Regions from separate parts of the Gossypium hirsutum genome. Here regions 1 and 2 are each linked to region 3. A link is a contact called in public Hi-C data. All regions are on one chromosome and are shown on one strand. Each heading gives the region's core, a stretch centred on a gene start, on an enhancer-like site or on the middle of the called end of the contact. The rest is flanking DNA. Distances are from core to core; before and after follow the strand shown.

Region 1 (3,899 bases), core at 885-3,384, 250 kb after region 3:
GCATATAAACTCCATATGATTTCTAATACTATGGAAGATAAGGTGTGAGAAGTCCTAGTAATTTTGAAGAGTTTGTTGTTGACGTGAAAAAGAGATTTGGTTATTTAAATGATGAGTGTTTAAAACAGAAGTTGAATGAGCTCATCAATCTTAGTGAGTTGGTTATTTAAATGATCTACATTATTGAATTATGTGATATGATTTTTATGTTAGTGATTAAATCTATTTGCTCAAGTAAGGAATTTGCTTGTTGAGATTGTCATCTTTGAATGACTGTATAATACCTACTAAGTGATAGAGAAAATATGTAATGGGAGGTTGCAACTTGAAAGTTAGAGGGTTAGGCTTAAATAATTGTTTCTTTATACTATGTTGATATTAGTGAAATGGTTCTCTAAGCAAGGCTCCACAGATATAGGTTAAGCATGAATTGTGTTGGCAGTCTATGTGTGCAAAGTCTTGTTGTTATTTCATTTGTTATGGCTTCAACTTTTATCATAACATAACTGAGCATACTTTTAATATGCACAAATTGATAACATTATTAAATGCTTCCATTAGAGTGGAGATGTGATTTTTTTTTACTGTTATTCAGTCACACAATCAAAGCTATGTAAAAATTTAGACAACCATATTCAAGTTAGTGATGTTTAGGCGCCAAGACACTCATACGGAGCTAGATGCATCAAAACCACTTCCCACCATATTAAAGTTAGTGATGTTAAGGCGAGCATTTTTTTGCACCTTGCACCTTAGGTTATTTAAGGGTCTTATAGCCTTGAGTCCGCCTAGCGATTTTGACAATACCAATTCAAGTAATAATAAATTTACATGTTAGTCAATTATTTAAAATTGTTTTTTAAATCATACAATCCCTTTAACGGTAACAACTAACGATGTTCTCAATGTATACTTACTAGCAACGTTATAAAAATAGATAAATAAAATTATGTCAGATTAAAGAGATTAAATCTGAAATTTCAACGTAGTAGAAGGATTACAATGAAATTTGATCAATTTAAATGGATGTCCAACCAAACGTGTTCATTTTGGTTTGCTTTTATCACATGCAAAGACTTGCTTAGAATTTAGGTAAGAAGATGGGCAAAGCATATTGGAACTAAAAGCAAGTACCTACAACCTTCCAAAAAAAAACAAAAAAGTACCTACAAGGCTAAAACTTTATGCATCTTCCTACTGTTTAACTAACCCAAAAAGGATACAACTATTAAGGCTTTTTAAGCTTTGTTTTTAATCTTTAAAATAAATTAATTTACCATTAAATAATGATTATGTACTTTTTGGCTTCAACCAAATTCTATAATCACATAGTTTTTTTAGTAATTAGTTTCCATAATTTATTTTGAGGTAATTGCTCCAAATGGCTTTACATTCTAGCTGAGTGCTTAAAGTTCTAGTTTCATATTAGTTAGGTTCTTCGGACAAGTTATTAGGTTGGATATTAAGTGTTAGTTTGAATCTAACGTGGGCTATATTTAAATATGTTGATCAAATTTTTAATACGTGTGTATATATTGTATAAATAATAACATATTAGGAAAAAAAGACGTAAATAAAATTTATACGAACAATTTGTTTTAACACGTTAAATTCAAGTTGTCCATCTGATAAGTATACACATATTTAAATTTAATCCATTTAAATATGTACAATATCATATGTAAGTTAACATTTAATGTCTAAACTACTAATAATTTGATGAATCAATTGAGACAATGAAATTTAGTATAATTTAAAAATTAAATAATAATTTAGAGATGGATGATGCAATTAAATTTTCTTTTATATATTTATTTAGCGGCGCGCAAAAGCTTAGTTGGGCCAGAATCTCAAAAGAAAAAAGAAAAAGACTTAAATACATGTAAATCTATACCCATTATACGACTCATAGTTTCAACAAAATAGAACTCCCAAAAGGCCTAACCCATGCTAAAACTCTGATAAAAGGTCCAATAAGAAATTTTAAACACATTATTGACAAAACTGTTGATTTCATTCAAATTAGATGCCTTTAGCGATGAAATGGCCCAATCAATCATGTTGGGGAGAGACAATCTAAATACACCCACCTTTTTTCAGCCCTCTCTACCAAAATCCACTTGATAGAAGTTGCATTTTTAAGTGAAGCGGTGGCAGTTGGAGACATTATTTGGGGCTTTATATGTAATAAGTATCTATGCAAATTAGCCTGTTCAACTTATCAAAGGTCTTCATGGGCTTCGAAGATCATATGGCTATATAAACTGACATGGTTTTAGTCTTTCCATCACGGAACCGGAGCTTGTTCTTAGTTTTTTATTTTAGGTGCGTTCTAATTATGAATTTAGGATCTTTTCTATGTTATGATTTAGGATTAAATTTATGAGATAATATAATTTTTCTCCTTTAAATTTGGCAATTAGTTTATATTGATATACTTTCTTTATCCACTTTGACATTTGAACTTAACAGTTAAATCCATTGTGATCCCTAAACTTGAAAAATATAAAAATTTGATGATGTAGCACTCTAAAATTGTGCCACATCATTACATGAAAATTTAAAATTTATAAATTTTATATAAATTTTCAGATGATGATGTGGTACAACTAATTCAGCATGTTCCCAATTCAACCACAAATCAGACCATTGGTTCCCAATTCAACTAGTTTGATTAATTCAACCAACAAACCAACAAAAATTAAATAAGTAATTAAAAATTCATAAAAATATAAAAACGTAAAGTAACAAAAAAAATATATTAAACTGGTTCAATTGACAATTTTTGTCCTAGATTTTGATTTTTACCAATTTCAAGCAGTTTCCGTATCAATCAGTTCAACCATTTTGTTCGAGCATTGCTTAATTCTCGGTTCGTCTATTTTGATCATGTTCTAGAAACATTGGTTACATCACCAAATCTTGACAGAACCCAAGTTCAGGGACAAAAATAGATCTAGTTGCCAAGTTCAAGGATCAAAGTGGACAAAAAAAATATAGGTACCTAAGTAGACCTAATTGCCAAGTTCAAGGGCCAAAATTTATATTATCCGTAAATTTATATACTTTATTTTTAACATAGTTTGATAGTCTATTTTTATAATATTATTAGTAAATTCAAATTTATAATACCTTTTATTATTGACAATAAAGAGATGACGCATTTTTAAAAAAATAGTTGTAAGCATTAGTTCGCATATATTTGTTATTGATTGAACATGGTTGATTGAATTTTCACATGGTATTGATTATGTAATTGAATAATAGTAAAAAGAAATCCACACCATTACTTTAATAGTAGCAAGTAAGGGTGGTATCATTTTGGACTTACTAATATATATCCATAATAAGAGCTAGTAAAACAGGCTTGAACTTGAAAGGCTGTCCATGTCAATCCGAGTTTGAGAAAGCTCGAGCCTGAAAAAATCTTAGCCCAACAAAAACAGAGCTCAAGAAATACCCGAGTCTATAAGAATTCGAGTTCGAGACCAATTTGGCCTGAGCTTGAGAATAATTTAACCCAAAGTTCGGAAAAACTCGAATTTATAATTAAACACCCATATACATTAATAATTAATATAGATTTCAATACTAAAAAAATAAATAATAATTTTTTTATTTATGAAATTTTATTCATATGCATGACATATTTATAATAAAATTTTATTAATAGGAACCGCAATTAATAGTAATTTTTATGTTAAATTATAAAGTTAAAAATTAAAAATATTAGTTTAATATAAAATATTTTTACGACTATGATTATATATGTATAATAAATATATAAAATTAATAATTATTAAAATCTATAGTATATAATTATTATTATATTACATAATATTATATACTATATGATATAGTATTACATGACATAGTAGCAGAGCTAACTTTCAAATCTA
Region 2 (3,836 bases), core at 238-2,737, 160 kb after region 3:
GGTGGAGAAAATATAATAAATTAGGGTTTATCTATCCCGATGCTACGAGCATTTGAAATCAAATGGGACCTCTAGAAAGTTGATTAATATGAGTTTTACGATGAATTTGATTGGGACTAGTGGCAAAAAAAAAAGGAGAATCTATAAAAATAATTGAATAAGCCGAATTTAGAAATTTCATGCTTTTTGAATATAGATTTGAACTGTTAAATGGAATTAAAAGATCATCATGTATTTTATTTATTTATTTAAATATCAATTGAAGATGCATAACAAATTTTCAATGGTTCAATATGTCATAAGTCTTTGAACTCTTCATTGATTTGGTCCCTTTATTTTTTAGAATTTGGTCCCTTTATTTTTTAGATTTCAAATTCAAGTCTAATTATTAATATTACTAAATTTATTTTGTTATATTCACGTTCTTTACAACATCATTTTTTAATTACATGATTACTAAGTGATGTTTTTTAATTTCAAAATATCACACTAATAAATTTAATGAAAAATAAATAGTGTTAAAAAATAGATTGAAATTTAAAATCTAAATTATTGAAAATAAAAAATAGAAATTAAAATCTAAATATTTGAAGTTGAATTGCAAAGGGTGAAAAGGTTGATATCGGGAATCAGGAGGCTCTCCTTACAAAATGTCAAACAGCTTTGTGTACGGAGAGTAGAGGCATCGACCCCATACGCGTTCTGTGGGGTCCGCATTACATCATGCAAATGTGGGACTGGGGTTTGGAAACAATTCTGGTATGGTGTGTATAAATTTTAATATTAAATGAAGACGGTTTCATTAGGAAAAAAAATCCTAACTTGGAATAATAAAAGTAAAAATTTAATTTTATACTATCAATAAACACTGAATACGCTTTGAAAACATAATACGATCCTATACACTTGTAGTATATAAAAACTTCAATTCACTTTGTTCAAAATGTTGACCGAAATATAATTAGATTCAAATTATTTATGGAACATGGATATGCTTAAAAAGAATCGGTGATTGAGTTAAGACCACTTTATAAAATGTCTTAATCTTGAAAGATGCTTGTGAAATTTTGTGAGCCAATTAGGGGGTGGGGGACTGAGGACAAATGTATGGGGTCCTTGACGTTATATATGATTAATACATGATATACTAACTTTTTAATTCTATTTCTATAAATAAAATTAAGAAATTATTATATGTTTCATTTATTTATATTTGTTAAATATAAATTAAGAATACATAATAACTTTTAGATGAGTATTTGATACATGGACAGTGTATAATTTTTATTCTGCAAGTAATCTTTAAATTTTGATACATGTATTTTTTTTTAATATTTTGCTATAAAAACACTTATGAATCCCCTGATACTACTTGTGGAATCTAAAACTCCACTGACAATATAGCAAATAATTTCTCATAATAATTATTTTTTTTTGGTGGAATACAAAAATAGGACAAAATCCAAACAATAAATACACCAATTATAAAATTAAAAAGAAAATCACGAATTGTGTATATATATATAATTGAACCAAGCATAAATTAGAGTGTTAAATGGCCTAATAATTTGGTGAGCAGCATCTCGTGAATATTTTCAATCTTGTTTTGTTCACCCTTTTCCCCAACATCTGAATTGTGTTCTTTTACAAAAAAAATGAGGTTTAAATAATTTTGAAGTATTTGAGTTTATTATAGAAAATGATGAATTGATTGAATTTCTGTTTATTCCCCAAACGTAAAAGTAGAAGTATGTGTATATAAATTGAAAAATTGTTGACATCCTCACAATTAAGAAAATACCATCCATCATGTCGTTTGATTAAATTATCCAAAAATAAAGTTTGGCAGCATGCTACAACAAATTACTACTTTATATTATAGGACAAGAATTAAAAAACTACGTAAAGTAGCTTATCAAATTCACATTTTTTTTTACAATATATTAAAAAAAAGGAATTATTTCATATACCATATAATTAAATATAAAACTTGACCCACCGTTAATAGTCTAAAACACAAATAATTATCTTTTTTGCAATACACTATAAAAACATATGGCAATTTTCTAAGCTGCTTTACTCTTTCTTATCCTATAATATAAGGTATTGATTTTTTTTTACACCCTTTCGTTAAATAATATATTTGTCTTTTTTTTTTTAAGTGAAGGTATTCTTTTATATTTTCATTCTGTGAATTAAATAGATTAATTATTTCAAAATTTGTGATTAATCTTCTCAACAATTTCAACTTCAAAGTTCCAACTTAAATACTCTGAATGTAATTATATTTTTATCTTACTAGTACATGTAACACTCATAAAATAAATGATATAATTACTTTTTTAGTCTGTCTTGAAATTTATTCTTTAATTTAATCCTTTTTAGCGGGCAAAGCTAAAGAGCCCACAAGTTTAAAGTGTATATAAGAGAATTTATTTTATGGACCCTTCCCACCACATCATCCACGATCCCTTTCTAATTATTTAATTATATTTCAATAATTTAATCTATTTTATTGACACATAATTTTAGTAATTTTTTTACCTTGAACCTGGACCAGTTAAGATTCAAGTTCAGGATTTGGGATTCAAGGTTTAGGATCATGGTAAAAAAATTATCAAAATTATGTGTCAATAATATGAAAAAATTACTGAAATGTTATTAAATAATTAAAAAGAGACCATAAATAATATGATAAGAAGGGATCATAAAATAATTTCACACAAATACACATATGCATGCATGTATAGGGAGAAGAAATAAGATAGAATAGACCGTAGAAAACAATACCAGCTGAGATTAAAAAGTTGTTAATATATACTTATTTTATCGGATTTTAAATTATGTTGCATAATAAATTCGAAAGATAAAAGGTAAAATTTAAAATGATTTAGAAAATAATAACTTCAATCATTATATAACACTTGACGCAAAATAATTAATTCTTTAGATTCCATAATTTTAAACGCAACATTATTATACGATACAAACATAATATAATAAAAATTAAGGTAAATTATATTAATAGTGATTCAATTATTAGCATTTTTTGTCATGTAATTATAAAAAATTACAAAATGATTATTTAAGTATTTAATTTTGTCTGTTTTGATCACCAACGGGCTAACGGTGGCAACTTTTCAAATTGACATTCGCATAGTAGTAACTTTAACTTTCAATATTTATACATCATCTCAATTTAATCTTGATTCTAAAAAATTTAACCCTCAACATTTACACATTGTATAATTTGATTTTTTTTTTTTTTTGCAGTTTAGCTTTCTTTTATGATCCTTTCACCTAAATTGTTAAAAAATTTATTAACTAAATTTTATTGAAAATATACAAAAAAAAAATGGGAACACTCAACAATCCAATATAATAATTTTTTTTATTTTAAAATTAATCTTCAATGTAACAAAGAAAATCAAAATTGTAAGAGAGAGACCAAATTACACAATGTGTAAATATTGAGGGTTAAATTTTTTTTTATAATCAAATATAATTTAGTCTAAAAATATTAATGTATCATGCCACATAAAAATAACATAATACAAATACACAAAGTTATAAAAATCTACAACAAAATTATTATTAACGTGTAAAAATTTATATAAATATTTAATATATTGAATGCTATTATATAAAAAAAGAGAGTACGGTGATAGACATGAATTATAGTCATTTTAATGATGCCAATTAGACTTAGTGGATTTAATACACAAAATGAGAAAAATAATTAAAGCGTGACAAAAGAAAATAAACACAATAGAAATAATGAATGTGCAAAACATATATAAATAAATTACAAAGATGTGAAAATTTATATAGAAATA
Region 3 (3,476 bases), core at 684-3,183:
ACAAGAGAAAAATGTGAGAAATCAAAATGTCGTGAAGATTCATGGTAAAACACAACTATCTGTTCATGGATATTAGGTTGAAATAATAAAAGTACAAAATGATGATAAAAATCATAAAAGCTTCTAGTTTGTGTAAATTCAGAAATCTCAAAAACAAAACACCAAAACCAACTTAAGATGCAGCAACAGCTGCCTTCTTCCTTGGAGTTGCTTGAGTGCCTGCCAACAAATTCAACAATAATACATCACTATATATATTATTCAACAAACACGTTTTCGTTTGATTCAATCAGGAAACTCAAAAGTACCTTCTCTAAATTCAGTTTTGAACCTTCGGGGCACATGACGGAGGTACCTCATGCGGCCTGTCCCAGTCGTCTTTCTTCTAATAGCCTTCACACTCCAGTTATCTAAACCCAGAAACACAAAGCCAATTCAACAAATAACTCCACCAAGCTTATATTACCATTAATTAAAGTTCCATAGTTCAGCAAACAAAATTGACTGAAACAAATATATCAGCAACAAATCCAGGATGCTATCTTCAACAACAATTACATAAAAAGATTGCTTGACATTGTAATTTTTACCCAAAACTTATACTAGAACCACGATATGAAAGATAAAGGATGTGAGTCTTAGACTGAAAAACTGCAAGGAGAATCAATTTTAAGTGTGCTCAATAAGAACAGAAAATGAGATGAAAAAATATGAAAAGTGACCATTTTCATCCCATGCATAAAAAATATCATTCCAACTTGAAATGATAAGAACAGAGAAAATAAGAGATATAAGTTAAGTGTGCATATTAACAGCACTGCATTTTCTTTGAAATTTTCATTTTCTTTTCTTTCATGCAATTGATGGAAAAGAAATTTTCCTTACCATTATTGCATCTTTCCAATCAAGCACACCAATTAGACCTATCAATTGGGCAGAATGTGTCATCAGATCATTCTGAATCAGGTCAACTCGGGTTTTACAACTTTTGGTTCATTTCAGGCCATGCCAATTTTAAGTTTGGGTCATTTCAGATTTGGATCATTTCAGGGTATGGGTATGGGCTTGGGTTTCCAGTGGTCCAGCCATTACAGGTTTGAATATTTTAAGTTCTAGTCACTTCAAATTCTGGTCAATTCGAGTTCCGGTTGTTGACTTTGGTCAAATTGGATTTGAATTTTAGTTGTTCAAGTTGGTTTTCAGGTTCAGGTATAACACCAATGAATTTTTTATCTTCCTTTTTTCTCCTACTTCATTTTTCCAACTTTCTACCTAATCAACCAAAGCCTGAGAGAATGAATATAGAAAAATGCCAACAGTTTGCATTCTGTTAAAATAAAAATCAAGAATACAGATAAACCATAAATTTAATGGGATGATCGATTCTCGTGAATTCTTCAATTTTTTTAAGAACCTTCTCTAAGGTCACCTAAACAAACTACAATCCAGAAATTATTAAAATATAAAATGATTCAATTCAACATGCAAAAGAAAACATACATTTTCGGATGCGGCTGGCAGGGTAGCCACAAGCACCGCAACGGCTCTTCTGGAGATGGAAGCTACGGCGTCCACATCGAACGCAAAGTGTGTGGGTCTTATTCCTTCGCTTTCCAAAGCTTCCAGTTCCTTTTCCCTAAAAAATATTCAAAATTTAGAGTGAATTTTAGATCCTTCATTAACATGACCAAAAAAAGGGAGAATTAATACACAATAATAATTTATAATACCATTTCTTCTGTCGCAGCTGCTAACAAGAACCCTAGAACTGTGCGGGGATTGAGGGAAAAGTTTTTGAGGAAAATTAGGTTTATGAATCTAAGAAATATATATGTTGATTTTCTGAATATGGGTTCTTAGGGTTCCATTTTAGGGTTGGATTTGGGCTTTTTATTATTATTATGTAGGAAAAATTAATGGATTGTAGTTTCATGATTCAACCCAAATTCTTATTCTCCAATTACTCTTGGAGAGAAATTTGCTGGTTAAAATATGCCATAGCTCCCTATCCTATTTATAAATTTGAAATTTAGTCCTTTTACTTTTTAGATTTCAAAAATCAAATCTAATTGTTAATATTATTAATATTTTTTGTTAAATTTGTTATTGTGATATTTTGAAATTAAAAAAAAACCACAATTAAAAAAAACCACTATGAAGCCATGTAACTAAAAAAATAATGTTGTAATGAACATAAACTTAACAAAATAATTTTAACAGTGTTAGCAGTTGAGCTTGAATTTAGAATTCTAAAAAAAATAGACTAAATTCTTAAAAATAAAATTACATGAGCTAATTTCTAAATTTACGGAGAGTGCAAGAATTTATGACATAGTAACCAATTTTGTTAAGACATAATTGGAACTTTTTGTTGTTAGATTGTTTACTTGGCCATTATGTGTTGATGGATAAGGTTGGGCTGTATTAATGTATGGTAATAACATTATTTAAATTCACTTCTATTTATAAATGATTAGATTGGTTTCAAGATCAAGCTATTTGCTCAAATCTAAAGGTCCATTCAAAATTTAGGAGGATTTGGATAAAATTACTAGGTTCGAAAAATGAGTTTAGCAAAAAAAACTCATTTAAAATATGGGTTAGGCTCGGGCCTTAAATGTTTGAGCCCAATCTTGACTCAGACCAACTCGTTAATCCAAGTCTTTAATATATTATATTGGGTTAATTTTATATGTATTATGTAATTTATAAAATATAAAAATTAATTTTATAGTAATAAGTAATACTATAATGTAAAGATCAAAAAATATTAAGCTGACTATATATAAAAAATTTTATAATTAAAAAAAATAAATCTATTAAATATTAAATTTAAAATAATATAATTTACCTTTTAAAAAATGTATAAAATGGACTTGGGTTAGCTACCTATAAATATGAGTGGGCTTAGGTAATAATTTAGGTTCATATTTAGAGTTGGGTCAAGTTTTGATAAGCACAAAGTAAGTTAATATTATACTTAAGCTTAACTTGAACTCAGTCCAACTAGGCCCATGAACACCTCTATAAATGATTAATCTAAACTCATTTAAGTTCATTTATATATATATATATTAAAATGTTTATATAGAAGTTTTTATTTAATATTTAATAATTTTATATAATTATGTTTTTATTAAATTTTGGAAGCATAATTTAACATATATTTTTAATATTTACATTATAGTATTATGTGTTAATATATATTTTACCCTTTGAATTTGACCTCCTCACCTCTTGTCAAGTAAATTTCAAAGACGAAATTTCTTAAAGGGGAAGAATTATAAAGATTCGATTTCTAGCAATGTTGAAAAATACAGTTTCGAGACTGTAAATATCAAACCGAGTCCGTAAATATTAAATAGGGATATTTACAAAGTTGATATTCATATGAATAGAAATTTTGATAGTAAATTTAGCCAAAATTGTGTTTAATTGAGGTCAAGGAAGTAAATTGTAAAAGTCCAATCGCTATA

What was found. A called contact is a pair of places that touch in the nucleus more often than the background predicts.
Region 1: a contact with region 3 is called in a Hi-C map of leaf, with 2.3 times the contacts expected there. The contact joins the enhancer-like site here to the promoter of LOC107901560 in region 3. A contact is called at or near these places in 10 of 34 Hi-C or Micro-C datasets (callus, hypocotyl, leaf and 1 more).
Region 2: a Hi-C map of leaf shows a contact between it and region 3, with 2.0 times the contacts expected there. The contact joins the enhancer-like site here to the promoter of LOC107901560 in region 3. A contact is called at or near these places in 2 of 34 Hi-C or Micro-C datasets (leaf and petal).

What each region holds. Positions count from the first base shown.
Region 1 is chrD06:21,491,641-21,495,539 of Gossypium_hirsutum_v2.1, reverse strand. No RefSeq gene overlaps it. Among protein-coding and RNA genes, the nearest start is that of LOC107901557, 76 kb to the right of the region's middle. Within about 2 kb of position 2,134, at least 3 of the 9 cell types and tissues checked have an H3K27ac peak or open chromatin away from gene starts, as enhancers often do. A contact at or near this core is called in hypocotyl and leaf, where this site is marked.
Region 2 is chrD06:21,583,537-21,587,372 of Gossypium_hirsutum_v2.1, reverse strand. No RefSeq gene overlaps it. Among protein-coding and RNA genes, the nearest start is that of LOC121218309, 84 kb to the left of the region's middle. Within about 2 kb of position 1,487, at least 4 of the 9 cell types and tissues checked have an H3K27ac peak or open chromatin away from gene starts, as enhancers often do. A contact at or near this core is called in leaf, where this site is marked.
Region 3 is chrD06:21,745,246-21,748,721 of Gossypium_hirsutum_v2.1, reverse strand. It overlaps LOC107901560 (60S ribosomal protein L37-1), which reads right to left and starts at 1,933. Exons shown (of 4, transcript XM_016827616.2): 1 at 1,731-1,933; 2 at 1,501-1,636; 3 at 309-410; 4 at 46-219. The coding sequence starts at 1,733. The coding sequence ends at 173.